4 separate regions of the Mus musculus genome follow, and all the other regions are linked to region 1. Evidence: chromatin contacts called from public HiChIP or PLAC-seq and promoter capture Hi-C data. All regions are on one chromosome and are shown on one strand. Each heading gives the region's core, a stretch centred on a gene start, on an enhancer-like site or on the middle of the called end of the contact. The rest is flanking DNA. Distances are from core to core; before and after follow the strand shown. Region 1 holds the start of 0610030E20Rik (RIKEN cDNA 0610030E20 gene). Region 2 overlaps Polr1a (polymerase (RNA) I polypeptide A). Region 3 overlaps Polr1a (polymerase (RNA) I polypeptide A). Region 4 holds the start of Tgoln1 (trans-golgi network protein).

Evidence for each region. Promoter capture Hi-C pulls out the DNA fragments that hold promoters and counts their contacts. HiChIP or PLAC-seq counts read pairs in DNA pulled down with a chosen protein or histone mark. Capture Hi-C pulls out chosen DNA fragments and counts their contacts.
Region 2: a promoter capture Hi-C map of hippocampal neurons shows a contact between it and region 1, with 2.5 times the contacts expected there. The contact joins the enhancer-like site here to the promoter of 0610030E20Rik in region 1. A contact is called at or near these places in 4 of 39 promoter capture datasets (the 3T3-L1 cell line, cranial neural crest, embryonic stem cells and 1 more), 2 of 484 Hi-C or Micro-C datasets (both in embryonic stem cells), 2 of 115 datasets of contacts at active chromatin or transcription factors (bone marrow-derived macrophages and epiblast stem cells) and 2 of 9 other capture datasets (liver and pancreatic islet).
Region 3: a contact with region 1 is called in an H3K4me3 HiChIP or PLAC-seq map of bone marrow-derived macrophages, with 2.9 times the contacts expected there. The contact joins the enhancer-like site here to the promoter of 0610030E20Rik in region 1. A contact is called at or near these places in 3 of 39 promoter capture datasets (3T3-L1-derived adipocytes, cranial neural crest and hippocampal neurons), 2 of 115 datasets of contacts at active chromatin or transcription factors (bone marrow-derived macrophages and pancreatic cancer cells) and 2 of 9 other capture datasets (adipose tissue and liver).
Region 4: a promoter capture Hi-C map of liver shows a contact between it and region 1, with 2.9 times the contacts expected there. The contact joins the promoter of Tgoln1 here to the promoter of 0610030E20Rik in region 1. A contact is called at or near these places in 1 of 39 promoter capture datasets (liver), 7 of 484 Hi-C or Micro-C datasets (B cells, CD4 T cells, Sertoli cells and 4 more), 6 of 115 datasets of contacts at active chromatin or transcription factors (the SCID.adh cell line, double positive thymocytes, effector CD8 T cells and 3 more) and 3 of 9 other capture datasets (adipose tissue, liver and pancreatic islet).

What each region holds. Positions count from the first base shown.
Region 1 is chr6:72,345,618-72,348,776 of GRCm38.p6, reverse strand. 0610030E20Rik (RIKEN cDNA 0610030E20 gene) reads right to left here and starts at 1,460. Exons shown (of 4, transcript NM_026696.1): 1 at 1,262-1,460; 2 at 1,066-1,184; 3 at 97-248. The coding sequence starts at 1,368.
Region 2 is chr6:71,949,079-71,952,237 of GRCm38.p6, reverse strand. Polr1a (polymerase (RNA) I polypeptide A) reads right to left here. Exons shown (of 34, transcript NM_009088.3): 16 at 2,715-2,898; 17 at 1,576-1,658; 18 at 1,317-1,475. Among named protein-coding and RNA genes, the nearest start is that of Gm26628, 13 kb to the left of the region's middle. Within about 2 kb of position 1,422, at least 43 of the 459 cell types and tissues checked have an H3K27ac peak or open chromatin away from gene starts, as enhancers often do. A contact at or near this core is called in bone marrow-derived macrophages and liver, where this site is marked.
Region 3 is chr6:71,978,667-71,981,825 of GRCm38.p6, reverse strand. It overlaps Polr1a (polymerase (RNA) I polypeptide A), which reads right to left. Exons shown (of 34, transcript NM_009088.3): 34 at 2,466-3,159. Among named protein-coding and RNA genes, the nearest start is that of Gm26628, 16 kb to the right of the region's middle. Within about 2 kb of position 1,440, at least 153 of the 459 cell types and tissues checked have an H3K27ac peak or open chromatin away from gene starts, as enhancers often do. A contact at or near this core is called in adipose tissue, bone marrow-derived macrophages, hippocampal neurons and 2 more, where this site is marked.
Region 4 is chr6:72,615,450-72,618,608 of GRCm38.p6, reverse strand. It overlaps Tgoln1 (trans-golgi network protein), which reads left to right and starts at 1,609. Exons shown (of 4, transcript NM_009443.3): 1 at 1,609-1,932; 2 at 2,160-3,085. The coding sequence starts at 1,887.

The sequences.
Region 1 (3,159 bases), core at 211-2,710:
CCCACTGGCCCTGAGATTAACAGCGGTTCAGGAACTGGTGGTAGTTTCCGTCATGGCCCAGGACGGTCACGCTGCAGCTGTTTCCAAAAGGCGTACCTGATAGACAATAACTGAAGTGACCTCGCCACTGTCCGCCTCATAGTCTAAACAGAAGAGCTGGCGGCCAGGAGGCTCTAGCTCGGAGCTTCCACTACTGCTGCTTTCACTGGCTTCCTCACAGTCTGGGTTCACGGGGTGGGTGGAGCCATCTGTAAGGGCAAACCAGAGTGAGAGGGAAGAGGGGGTATGCTGCTAAAACCCCTGCCCACAGAAATGATCAGAAAAACAGCACCAAGAAAGCCTCCAAGCTTCCAACAGACCCTGGGTGTGTATGTGTGTGTGTGTGTGTTATGTATGTAGCTGTCAATCAGGATTTTAACTTCTTCCCTCCACTCCAGCACAATCTGTTAAAAAGTAAGTATAAGCTGCATATGTCTCCTGCAAATATCACTGGAAGCTGCTGAAAGGATGGACAGAGCTCTGCCTCAGTTCAAATCCAGGCTCTGCCATTTACTAGGTCTGTGATGTTGGACACCTTATTCACCTCTCTGGCTAGGGAAACAGACATAAGAGTCCTCAGCTTAACAGCGTCCTACGGACTCAATAATGTACTCAAGATCTAACCCCTCTGTAAAGAACAGCCCACAAACTTAGTGTCATATGTTAGTCAACATGAGTTCATGGTCACAGAAAGCCCAAGAAAAGGCCATTTACTGGGTTTGTTTCATTTTATGTACTGATCTTTCTTTTCTTTTCTTTTTTTTTAAATCCCTGCCACACTTTCTCTTCCAGGTGGCAGAAATATTAAAACCCAGCCTGATAGATCACACTGGTGGACAGCGTTTCCTGGCCGGGTCCCAGCTACCTTATATAACAGTGCAGTTTAACTGGGGTCACTGGCCCAGGGGGCGCTGCTATTGATGCAGTGGCTGCTGTAAGGGCCAGGTGGGCAGGAGCCCTGACGCAGAGAGAGGGGCTTGCCCGGGGGCGGGACCGCGGGCGGGCGGGCGACAGGCGGCGGCTCACCTCGGTGGCGCGGCAGGTACACTTGTAGGTCTGGCTTGCGGGGCCGCGTGGGCGCGGGCGTGTGGCGCCTCCTCGCCTTCTCCTTGGCCGCCTGCTTCACCTTCTTGTCGTAGTCGTCCCTGCGGGGAGCCGAGCGGGAGTCAGGCGCTGTCACCCGGCCGAATCGGGCCGGGCCGGGCCTGGGGCGGGGCGGTACCGATCGAGCTGGTTCCGACGGATGTGGTGTACGAAGCCGTGGCTCATGTCCAGACGCCCGCCGGGCTTGCAGCACAACCCCGGCCCGTGATCCTGGGCCGCCTCCATTCGTATGCTGGGTACAGAACCGCCGTAACCGCCACAACTGCCGCGGAATTAGGGCCTTCGGCTGCGGACCATGACTTCCGGCCGCCGACCTCGGCTTCCGGCTCCGATGCCCTTTTTCCGGTTGCGTAGGGCCAGGCGCAGCGGAGCAGAGATGCTTTCGAAATTTGAGAACCTTCATCTGTGAGCGCCCGTAGAGCTGGAGGTCCTCTTACTTTGTGGTATCACCTGAACGAAAGAAGGAGTATATATAGCTAATACCAGGAAATTATTTTTAAAAATTCGAGTCATCCACGAATACTGAAAATGCATTCTATTAGTCTAGAGATGTTGACTTTCTTTTCCTAGCCCTTTAGTATAATAAACTTCACTATGAGATCATATGCGTGTGTCTATGTGTTGTGTGTATCTACTTTGCTCCTGTCTTTAAAGCTAGATTCTGCTCATGAGAAATATTTTGTCATCTCCATCACCTCTGCTCCATCTTCTTTTAGACCCCCTCCTTGCCTCCTATAGTTCTCTCCCCTTCTCTCCCCTCTTACACACACACACACACACACACACACACACACACACACATACACACTTAAAATCTAGGTCCTACATATGGGAAAAACATGCAATATTGGTGATTACTCTTTCTAAATTATACTGAATTCGCTTAACATCTTTAGGTTCACCATTTCCCTACAAATGACATTTCTTTATGGCAGAATTAAAGAAGACATGTTAATATATGCCACTTGGTTGACTCTTTAATCTAAATGTGCCTAGGTTTCCTTAATTTTGTTTTTGTAGTGTGTGTGTATAGGCAAGAGGACGACACTGGGTGCTCTTGTCTGTATTCTCTACCTGTTCCTTTGAGATAGGGCCTCTCACTTAACCTGTAATTCAGCTGACAGCCACCAAGCCCTAGTGGTCCTCCTGTCTCCATTTCCCACATGGCTAGGACTATAGGCATGAGCCCACTGTCAGCTTTTTCCACGGGTGCTGGAGTTTTGGACTCATGCTTGGACAGTAAGCTTTCTCACCAATTGAGCCAATCTCCTCCGTTTGTTTGCTTATTAGTGGACATACTAAAAACATCTGTCTCTGATAGGCAATGAGGCAGACAAGTGCTCACGTAGGTAAGTTTTCCCCACCCATACCCAGTCCCTATTTCAGCCACATTGGAGCTGCACTGCTGGTGTCCAGACCACTTGCTTAACTGACCATGAGAGGAACCAAGGCTTTTGAGGGTCTAATAGTGCATAGCCTTCTCTTGTTTCTTTCCTTCTGGCATGTAGCCTAGGATAGTCTTGAATTAACTATGTAGCTCAGTTGGCCTTAAACTTTGGGATTTGTTTTGCCTGATCCTGAGAGTATAGCTTTCCAAGTTTTCAGTTTAAAATGTAAACATCAGAAACTTATTAGAGCAGTGACAGAATCAAGTGCATCTGCTTGATGGAATTGTTATATTGAAAGTAAAGGAACAGACTGCCTTACCCTAGACGTGAATGAGACCTGGTCAGAAAGAGGAAACACCGACTCATACTTGAACATAAAATTCTAGGAAATGTAGTCACTATTGTGGTTTGGGTGGGATTCCACGTGGGCACAGGACATTTCTGGGGTGAGACAAGTTTCTTCTCTTGAATCTGTAAGTGTTCATACATCGCAATTTAGCAAATTAGACACATCAAACGTGTACTATCTTGTATATCAATTATACTTCGATGGAACTGTTCAAATAGGCAGGGACTAAGGCATGACTCAGTGGTAAGGCTGAATTTGAAGTTTTATTAGCTAAACAAT
Region 2 (3,159 bases), core at 173-2,672, 400 kb after region 1:
AGGGGATCTGACACTTTCACACAGAACATGTCGGCAAAACATCAATGAATATAAAATAAGATAATAAAAAAATGTAAACAAAGAATAAAATCTAAGGTACGGTACTAATGAATCAGCACAGGAAAGCACCATTTGCTTCCCCAAAGAGCCAGCATTTTACCAATGTCCACACTCACCAGCACAACACCAAGCACTGGGTTGGGAGCCTTGCCTCAGCAAAAAGCCAGCAGAAGTGAGGAAGCCCACAGGGAGATCCTGGGGGACAATGACATGGGTTCTGAATCTGTTTCAGCCTTTGTCTGGAGATCTAGACACCCAACTCTGCACAGGAGCGGCAGAGCCTGGGCAGGAAGTGAGCCACGGGACAAGAATCTATTCTAAGATGTGCTGTCAGCTCTGGAGGGCAAGGCTCCTGCTTTCCCAGGCAGTGCTAAGGCTCCTCTGAATAAAACTTTCTTTTTGGGGGGGGGGTTTCGAGACAGGGTTTCTCTGTATAGCCCTGGCTGTCCTGGAACTCACTCTGCAGACCAGGCTGGCCTCGAACTCAGAAATCCGCCTGCCTCTGCCTCCTGAGTGCTGGGATTAAAGGCGTGCACCACCACGCCCGGCTTGAATACAACTTTCTACTGAGGAGAGCTGTTCTCTAGGCCACCAACTGAACATCAGGGAGAGGATCCACAGACAGACTGATGCTGAGTAGTAGCCTCGTTCTTGCTTTGCTCAGGACAGACTCCTGGCTGGTGGCTCCTCCAAACCACAAGACGGGGAGTCCAGGCTCTGGAGCACAGGGAGAGCACATGTGACCTTGACCCATGCAGAGTCCCATCTCCTCCAGGACTGCCAGAGGAGGGGCTCAGCATCCTCACACGCCTGCTTCTCGGTGAGAACAACTCAGTGCCCAGGCACACGACTTCCTTAAGGTCACACAGCAAGGACCAAGTACAACAGGAGGCCAGGCATTCCCTTGGTGCTGCTGCACAAGCATCAGAGACTTCTGCCTTTCATTCTGTACATCTACCTACAGTGGAGTGGTTCTACAGGCAGGCTTCTTTCTTCAGCCCCTTTAATGCAGCAACTTCAAAGGAAACACATTTAGAAATGCTGCTCAAAGCGTTCCTCTTTTGCATGAAACCAAGGCCTTCCCAGACTCTGTGTGAGCTCTTCACAAAGACGGATTCTACCTACCCAACTTCAAACTTCACCTAGTTGGGCTGATCTAAAAGGCTCAGGGTGAGAATCAAATGTAATTAAAAGCAAACCAACAGAAATCAGCATTCAAAAAGATGGGGATTTGTGCACTGTATGGCCAGGCTAACCTTGTTAATCTCATTGCTGTAATGGTTCACTTCCTCCTTGAACTTCATATCAATCATGTTAAAATCCCTCTGGTCTTTGCTCAGATGGGCATCCTGCCATTTCCCTTGGATTTCATCACATGATGCAGTTTCTGGCAGGCTCAATGCAGCCTTGACAGCCTAGAACGAAGAAAGGAACAGGAAGCTCTAGCCAAAGGAGGGCGTGGTTTTATTCTGTAAGGTGGACAGCAGACCACAGCCTCCCAGTCCTCCTCTTTACCTGGGGTCCACACTGGGTAGATTCTTCAATGATACGCTGTCTCACCACATCTGCATTTGGCTTAACCAAAATGTCTTCTACACCTGCAAAGTCAAACAGAGAAGATCAACAGGGCCCAGGCCTAATGTTGCACTGGCTAGTAAACTTGGTGATGCTTTGACCCAAAGTTGAGAGCTACAGGTAAGAGAAACTCTGGAACAGCTATATTAACACTAATGAATGCTCATGGAGGCCTAAACACTACAACTTCTCTTTCGTAAGTGATACAATTAGGGCTCAAAACTGAGATACACAGAAGAAAGCCGAGGCTTAAGTTTCAAACTTCTGCTTTTTAGCCAGAAGCTCTGCTGGCTACATCCAATAAATATATGTGGGATGAAATGGCTAGAGATTTTGGCTGTTCAGCAGTAGAAGAGAGGCTGACAGTGAGTATCCCAGGAACCCGATCTACAGCTGTATGCATGCATGCAAGCACGCATCCACGTCAAGTACAGTAATTTCTTTTCAACCCAACAATGTTTTGTTTCTACACAAGAATGCCAGACTTAAGAGATCTGAGTGGGAAGGCAACAACTGACTGTTTAAGAGCAAGAGCAAACATCTGGAAGTCCCATTACAGTAGCTGGAAATCTGAGGCTTCTGAAGACTCTATGCAAGCAGGAAGAGGAGGAGATGATTCCTTTCCGTGGAAGCCAAAAGCATAAAAGCAGACCCTGCATGAGGTCGCATCCAGGCCATCCCTGTAATGATGATCTCTGCCAATTAGGCAGCCCTCCCCCAAACTCTCCTCCCTCCTAGCATGGCCTTGCTTGCTCTGTCAACCCTTGGCACATAGGTCACCAGTGCACTGAACCATTCCTGTCTGTGCCCTGGGCTAGAAGAGCTTCAAGCACGGCTGTTGGTTAGGTCTGGCTTTCACTTGTGAGTTGGGTGCAGGAGTTTATGCTATCATAACGAGTGGGTTGAAGGGACAGAACGGGGATGGGAGGGTTGCTTTGCACTGCTGGAGGGAAAGGAGCACTGGCTGTGCAAAGTCAGTGGATAGCACTGATGGCAAGAGCCTAAACATCGACCAAGAAAACTGCCTAGGTGCCATCCTGTAAGGTGAACAGAGCCAGGGCCACAAGCAGGGTACTTACCCAAGGTGAAACCTCTATAGAGCTGGAGGTAGGCAGTGAAGAGGCGGGCTAGGCAGGTGAGAACCCTGCCGCTGGTCTCACCCCCATAGATCTCATAGCAGCAGTGGACCAGGCCGTAGGCAGAGCTCCCATAGTGTGCCTTGTCCAGCACTCCGCAGAGCAGCTCTCCTTCCCTGATGATCACCTGTGTAGGGAAGGGTCACCAAAGCCGGGCTGCAGGGGTCATCTCTTATAGGAGCTACCCATATAAGCCAAGTACTATTTAGTTTTATTGTTTATGTCCCTTTACTGTGACCTGCCTCAAATCCTTCAGGGAAAGTAGAAGGGAATATATGAAACTAATACACACTTTAGATGGGGGAGACAAATACACACTGGCTAAGTTTTTAACTGCACACAGTAAGTGGATGATCTATACAGGGAAAAACAGTGGCTGCTCCAGGTC
Region 3 (3,159 bases), core at 191-2,690, 370 kb after region 1:
CAGTGAGACCAGTGGTGTCTGAGACCCTCACATATATACCTCAGCCCCAAACTGGCTGAGGCTCCTGTGACAACAGCACAGTGGACAGCTGATCTAGAAAGCAGCACCAGGCAGGGCCAGCAGGTCTTCCTCATATAGATACTCAAACTTGCTAGAAATATAGAGGCACATGTGGCTGGGCCAGGATGAGGCATCTGTATGTTCACGATGAAGCCAGGAAGTGGGAGGTGTGGAGGAGCGCAAACTGCGGTGGGGAAGCAGTGACTGAGTCATGATTTTTTCCCAGCTTCCTCTTCTGGCCTCTGAGCATGCACTCAGCTATTCTCTTTCCTCCCCATGAAACCAGCAGTTTGGTCCTACCTGGATAAGTATATGGTGTGTGTTCACATGCCCTCTGGGTACCATAACCTTTGGCTAGAAATAAGGCAGAATTGCCTGGTGAGATGTTTGGAATGCTGCATTGCTAGCTCCATGAGAATAGGGTCTGTATGGTTCGCACAAGTGGAGATTGGAGTGGGATGGATGCAGGATGGGAGGAAACTGGGAGTGGGCACTTTGTGTGAGATTTGGGTACAGGGAAGTGGCAGCAAATACCACTGATTCATACAGAACACCGCAGAGCCTTCAGTGACACCTCAGACCTGCACTCAGCCTCCCTGGCACTCACAGGACAGAGGCACCTGGAGAACCAGAAGGATGAGTGTCTCTGGACATCTGGGTCTTTTTAATTTGCTGTACTGGGGCTGGGCCCAGGCCCTTGGAAAGAGACTCTCCCAGAGCTGGACCCCCAGCCCTGGGTTCTTTCTTTGTCAAGATGGTCTTGATTTCATTATGGAGACCAGGAGGTTGTTAAACTTGAGGTCCTCCTGCCTCAGCCTCCCAAGTGCTGGAACTACAGGCGCATGTCTCCAAGTCAAAGCATCACTGTTTTGATGGAAACTTCTACTGGCTGGCCAAGCATCCCCTCCCTTTGGTCCTGTTGCTATCCTCCTGGGAGGAACTCTGAAAGGTGCACAGGCAGCTTCCATAATGTGCTGACTCAGGAGCTTCCTGGCACCTATCTTCTGCCAGGCCTCATGTGTGTTAGATCACTGCAGCTTCCTTTGAGCAATCTCTAGAGTCCCTGCAGACATTAGCTATTTAGAGCTCACTGGAGGACTGAGGGCCAGTGACTTACTTCCCACATCACCTCACACTCAAGTGAAGTTAGCTTTAAGTCACAGTACTGCGGGTGAACTAAGCTTGTGGTTTGACTCTTGCTGTATACTCTTTTCTGAAGCTCATTTCATATCCGGGGTGTACCCAAGGCCACTCTTATCTCAATCCTGGAGTGCGGTTCTATAATCAGCTTTCTAAAATGTTCCGCAGGTGCTGGGGAGGGTAGAGCAGAACACTCATCTCGCACATGCAGCCCCGGGCTCAATCTTTAGTGCTGAAGGGGTGGTGGTGGTTTACGACTCCACCCCAGGGAGGTAAGTAGGAGAGAGCATACTTATTGTTTCTGATCTCGAGCCTGCTCACTTCCTTTTTGCTGGGCTATTTTTACAGGATTACTCACTTGCTTTGGTGTTTCTCTGTTCAGAATCCTTTGAGGTTGGTCTCCCTGTCATGTTACGGCAGTAGGCTGGGGAATATTCTCAGGACTGCAAATGTTCTTTCTTTGAAGCTATTTCAAAACAGGCACAGTAGACCCAAGCTAAATGTGAAACAGCTGGGTGGGTGGGTGGAGGAAGGATGCCACCACTCCAGGCTCCAGTACAGGTCAGAGGTCTGGCATAAGTGTGGTCACATTAATGTTTACATTCAGGGTTTGCTCCTTTAGCTCTATGCTCTTCAGTTCCAGGTAAGATTGACTGCAGGAAGTCACACACCCACCTAGGCTCTGGACGCCACAGCTTCCAGACTACCTTGATATTTCCTACAAGAATCCCCTCTCCACTCTAGTGTAAGAAGAAAGTGAGTAAGTAGTCACCCTGCCTTTTCACCCAAAGAATGAATGCCCTATCTATCCTGCAGGCTGCGTCCTCAGGGCAGGGTTTTCTGGGACCCCTTCTGTCTGCTTCCCTTAGAGGCTGTGACAGTCTTCTATGCCATGTCCTGCAGTCTGTTTTGAGGTGCTGGCTTTCTTGGGTATACACAGGATAGGTTCCATCATGAGCCTGAAGGAGACTGCAGAATCTCTTCTGGCATGGTAACCTTTAGGCCAGCCCATTTCTGAAGTCACCGCAGTCTTCTTACCCGACTAAGGTAACACAAATTCTCCCCACAGCCTTCCACAGTTCTGTGCTTCTGGCCATGGGTAGGATTCAGAGGTGAAGACTGGGAGTTGGGGGCAGGGGGCACAGTCTGCCCTTACAATGCCAGATAAAAGTAGGAAGAGGAGCCTGAAATCTGTGCCAAGAAAATACTAATTACCAGATGCAGAAACCATAAATGAAGGGAAAGATTAAAAACTTAAGTCTTGATTATCTTCTAACAGCCAGTTCCAGCCATGTTTATTACTCAGCCCACGCTGGAATAACAGTGGACAAAAATAGAAACGGTCTGGCTTCATAAAGCCTCTGTCTTTTCTGTCCAGCCAGGGAACCTGACTGCATGGCTCAAAGACCCCAACAGTACAGGGCCTGGGGGTGACTAGGGGCTCTGACATCCAGCTGAGTGTAGAGGCAGGAAGGTCAAGCTACGTGGCCTTGCTGAATAGCCCCAGTAGGAAACTTTAGGCTGTGGGGTAGGGAGCTGCTGCGGTCCCAGAGAGATGTCTTGGCTGTGGGAGTGTTCTGGTCTGGTGTATGCAGCCATACAGCAATGGCAGTGTGGCGGGGGCCTTGTGCCATTGACTCAGGCCCAGGAAAGCAGCCCTGAGTGGAGCCTCTTTGAGGACTCTCCTTTGGTAGCTGCAGCAGGGAGGGACAGGCACATGGAGCAGGTTTCATGCCCTTTCTGGATCTTCAGGAACCCCTGGGAATGTTTCCTTAGCCACTAGCATACGCACAGCAACGGTGGCACCTGGGATTCCCAACAGCAAATGTGGCTCACGGTGATCTTCCCACTGTGTAGTCCTGGGTCTTGTTAGGATCCTGGCTGGGGCCTCTGGGAGCAAAAGTCGAGCAACAGCCATCTCTGAGGGCTTGGGAAGCCTTGCTCCTGATCCCGAGATGA
Region 4 (3,159 bases), core at 360-2,859, 270 kb before region 1:
CTTTAGACAACTTGTTTAAACCATCCAGCACTACCATAGATGAGGACACAGGAAATGACTGCAAACAGGAATCTGCAGATGAGCAGAGAGCAAGCACATTTAAAGTGGGTGTATGTTTTACTGACATGTATGTCTCTACACCTCATGTGTGCAGTGACTGTGGGCCAAAAGACGATGTCAGGTCTCCTGAAACTGGAATTATAGACCGTTGTCGGGTGGCTTGTGGGCTCCAGGAATGGAATGTGGGTCCTCCGGAAGAGTAGTCAGTGTTCTTAAGCACTGAACCATCTCCCTAGACACTAAAGATGTCTGTTGCTGTTGTTTTTCAAGACAGAGTTTCTCTGTGTAACCCTGGCTATCCTGGAACTCACTCTGTAGATCAGGCTGGCCTGATTCAGAGATTTGCCTGCCTCTGCCTCCTGTGTGCTGGGACTAATGTTGTGTCCCACCATCACCTGGCTCTCTAAAAAAAGTTTTTTTAAGTATATTTCTTTTAAAATTCTATTTTGTTGTTTGCATTATAAGAATGTGTTGCTTGGGCTGGAGTGATAACTCAGCAGTTAAGAGCACCACTGACTGCTCTTCCAGAGGTACTGAGCTCAAATCCCAGCAACCATATGGTGGCTCACAATCATCTGTAACAAGACCTGATTCCCTCTTCCAGTGTCTGGTGACAGCTACAGTGTACTCACATATAATAAATAAAATAAACCTTAAAAAAAAAAAAAAGAATGTGTTGCTTGTGTGGTGTGGTGGTGCATGTCTTTAACCCCAGCACTCAAGAGGCAGAGGTAGGTGGATCTCTGTGATTGCAAGGCTAGCCTGGTCTACAGAGCGAGTTCTGTTAAACAGAAGAACCCTGTCTTGGAAAGAAAAAGAATATATATGTGGTGAATGAGACAAGAGTGTTTGTCTAGTGTGCATAGAACCACGATTTGATTGCTAGTACCACATAAATTGGAGACACAAGCCAGTAGTCCAGTAGGAAGATCAGAAACTCAAGGTCTTCCTGTTTGAGTAACAAAGTACCTTACTTCCTGGATTGGAGAGATGGCTCAGGGCTTGTTGCTCTCCCACAGGAACAGAGTTCAGTTTCCAACACCCACAGAGTTTGAAACGCTTGAAGCTCTAGCTCTAGGGCATCTGATGCCCTCATCTAGCCTCCAAGAGCACCTACACACAGGTGGCAGACACACATACACAAATAAAAATAGTAAATCTTTGATATTTTATTTCTTAAATAAATAAATAGCCCAACAGGGGCGTGGTGAGGCACCTGTAATCCCAAACACTCAGGAGGCAGCAGGTGCCCACATAGCAATATGGTTTCAAACACATAGAAATTCAGAAGAACAAACAAGAAATCAAAAACCTTGGTAAATTCAGAGGGCCCTGGATACAGCCAAGAAAGGGATTAGGATCAGGATGAAATGTGTTTGCTTCTAGATGGGCAAGTGCTGAAGAGAGTACATTTGTTTGTGAAGTGAGAAAGCAGCATCGGCAACGGAGAGGTTGGAAACACGAGCAGAGGATGCGACAAAGAGGCGCCCGGCCCCACGACCCTACATCATAAGCAGCGAAGGCGACGCAGCACCTGCCGGTCGCAACAGCTTCCGAAAAACGAGGCCAAGTGAACAAGAACGAGATCGCCGAGCCCCGCAGACTGCTGAGAAACAGAAGGGACTTGGGGGGGAATAAAGAGCTGGACTTGACTTCCGGCACTCTACCGGAACACACAGACAACGGCTGCTGTCGCCCGGTAGCCCCACCCCTAAGGCGGGGCTGCGCCGGAAGAGAAACAGTCCGCCGGAAAGGGAGGGGCCACGCTCGGGAAAATCTCGTGCGCCGCTCTCACGTCATCAGAGGGCGGAAGCGCAGACTGCAGGATGCGGTTCCAGGTTGCGTTGCTCCTGCTGAGTGTCGCGGTGGCGAGTAAGGACCCCCACCCCAGCCCAGCTCACTCTCCCCTTTAGGTTCCCCATTCCTCACCTTGGTGGGTCGCTACGGGAGCCGGCGTCTTTCTTGTCTGGCCCGACCCTGCTCTAGCCATCTCCGCTTTCCCATTCGGCCATCCCCGCTAGGCTCTCAGAAGTCAAGCCCGCTTCTCTTCTTCCGAGGACTTACTGTTTTTTGTTTTTTGTTTTTTCTGTTTGTTTCAGGAGCTCTGCCGTCCGTTTATAAGAGAGACGCCGACTCAGGTGACTCTCAGAATCCTCCGAATCAGCCTTCCAAACAGTCCTCCACTCCCCTGCCTTCTTCTAACCAGGTAAAGACTACAAGGCCGACCGACGGTCAGGGGCAGAAGTCAGATAAAAAAGACCAGGACAAGACGACTTTGGCAGCAGTTTCCAGTAAGGCGGAATCTGGGCCGCGGACCGCCGCGACCGATCACAGTTTGGGTGATTCCAGAAGGCAGCCCGAGAAAACGGATGCCGAGTTGAACGAAACTGCGCGGCCCCTCTCACCAGTCAACCCCAAACTGGAAAAGTCTGATCAGAGCTCCACAGAAGATTCAGGCAAGCCCACAGGAGGTAATTCTGGCAAGCCCACAGGAGGTGATTCTGGCAAGCCCACAGAAGCTGGTTCGAATAAGGCCACAGAAGATGATTCTGGCAAGTCCACGAAAGTTGATTTGGACAAGCCCACCTCCAAAATCTCCCCAGATACGGAGACTTCGAAGACTGACAAAGTCCAGCCAACTGAAAAAGGACAAAAACCAACACTTACTTCCAAAACTGAATCTGGGGAAACACTGGCAGGGGACTCTGACTTCTCTTTAAAGCCAGAGAAAGGAGATAAGTCTTCAGAGCCTACTGAAGACGTGGAAACCAAGGAGATTGAAGAGGGTGACACAGAGCCGGAAGAAGGCTCACCACTTGAAGAAGAGAATGAAAAGGTGCCGGGCCCTTCCTCCAGTGAGAACCAAGAGGGGACACTTACAGACTCTATGAAGAATGAGAAGGATGATCTTTATAAGGACAGTTCTGGAAACACCAGTGCAGAGAGCAGCCACTTCTTTGCATATCTAGTGACCGCTGCTGTTCTTGTTGCTGTCCTCTATATTGCTTACCACAACAAACGAAAGGTAAGAGGGGACTGGGATTTCCAGGACCCTAAGTTCTTTGTTCATGGACAGCTATCTGTCACTCATCTGCCTGT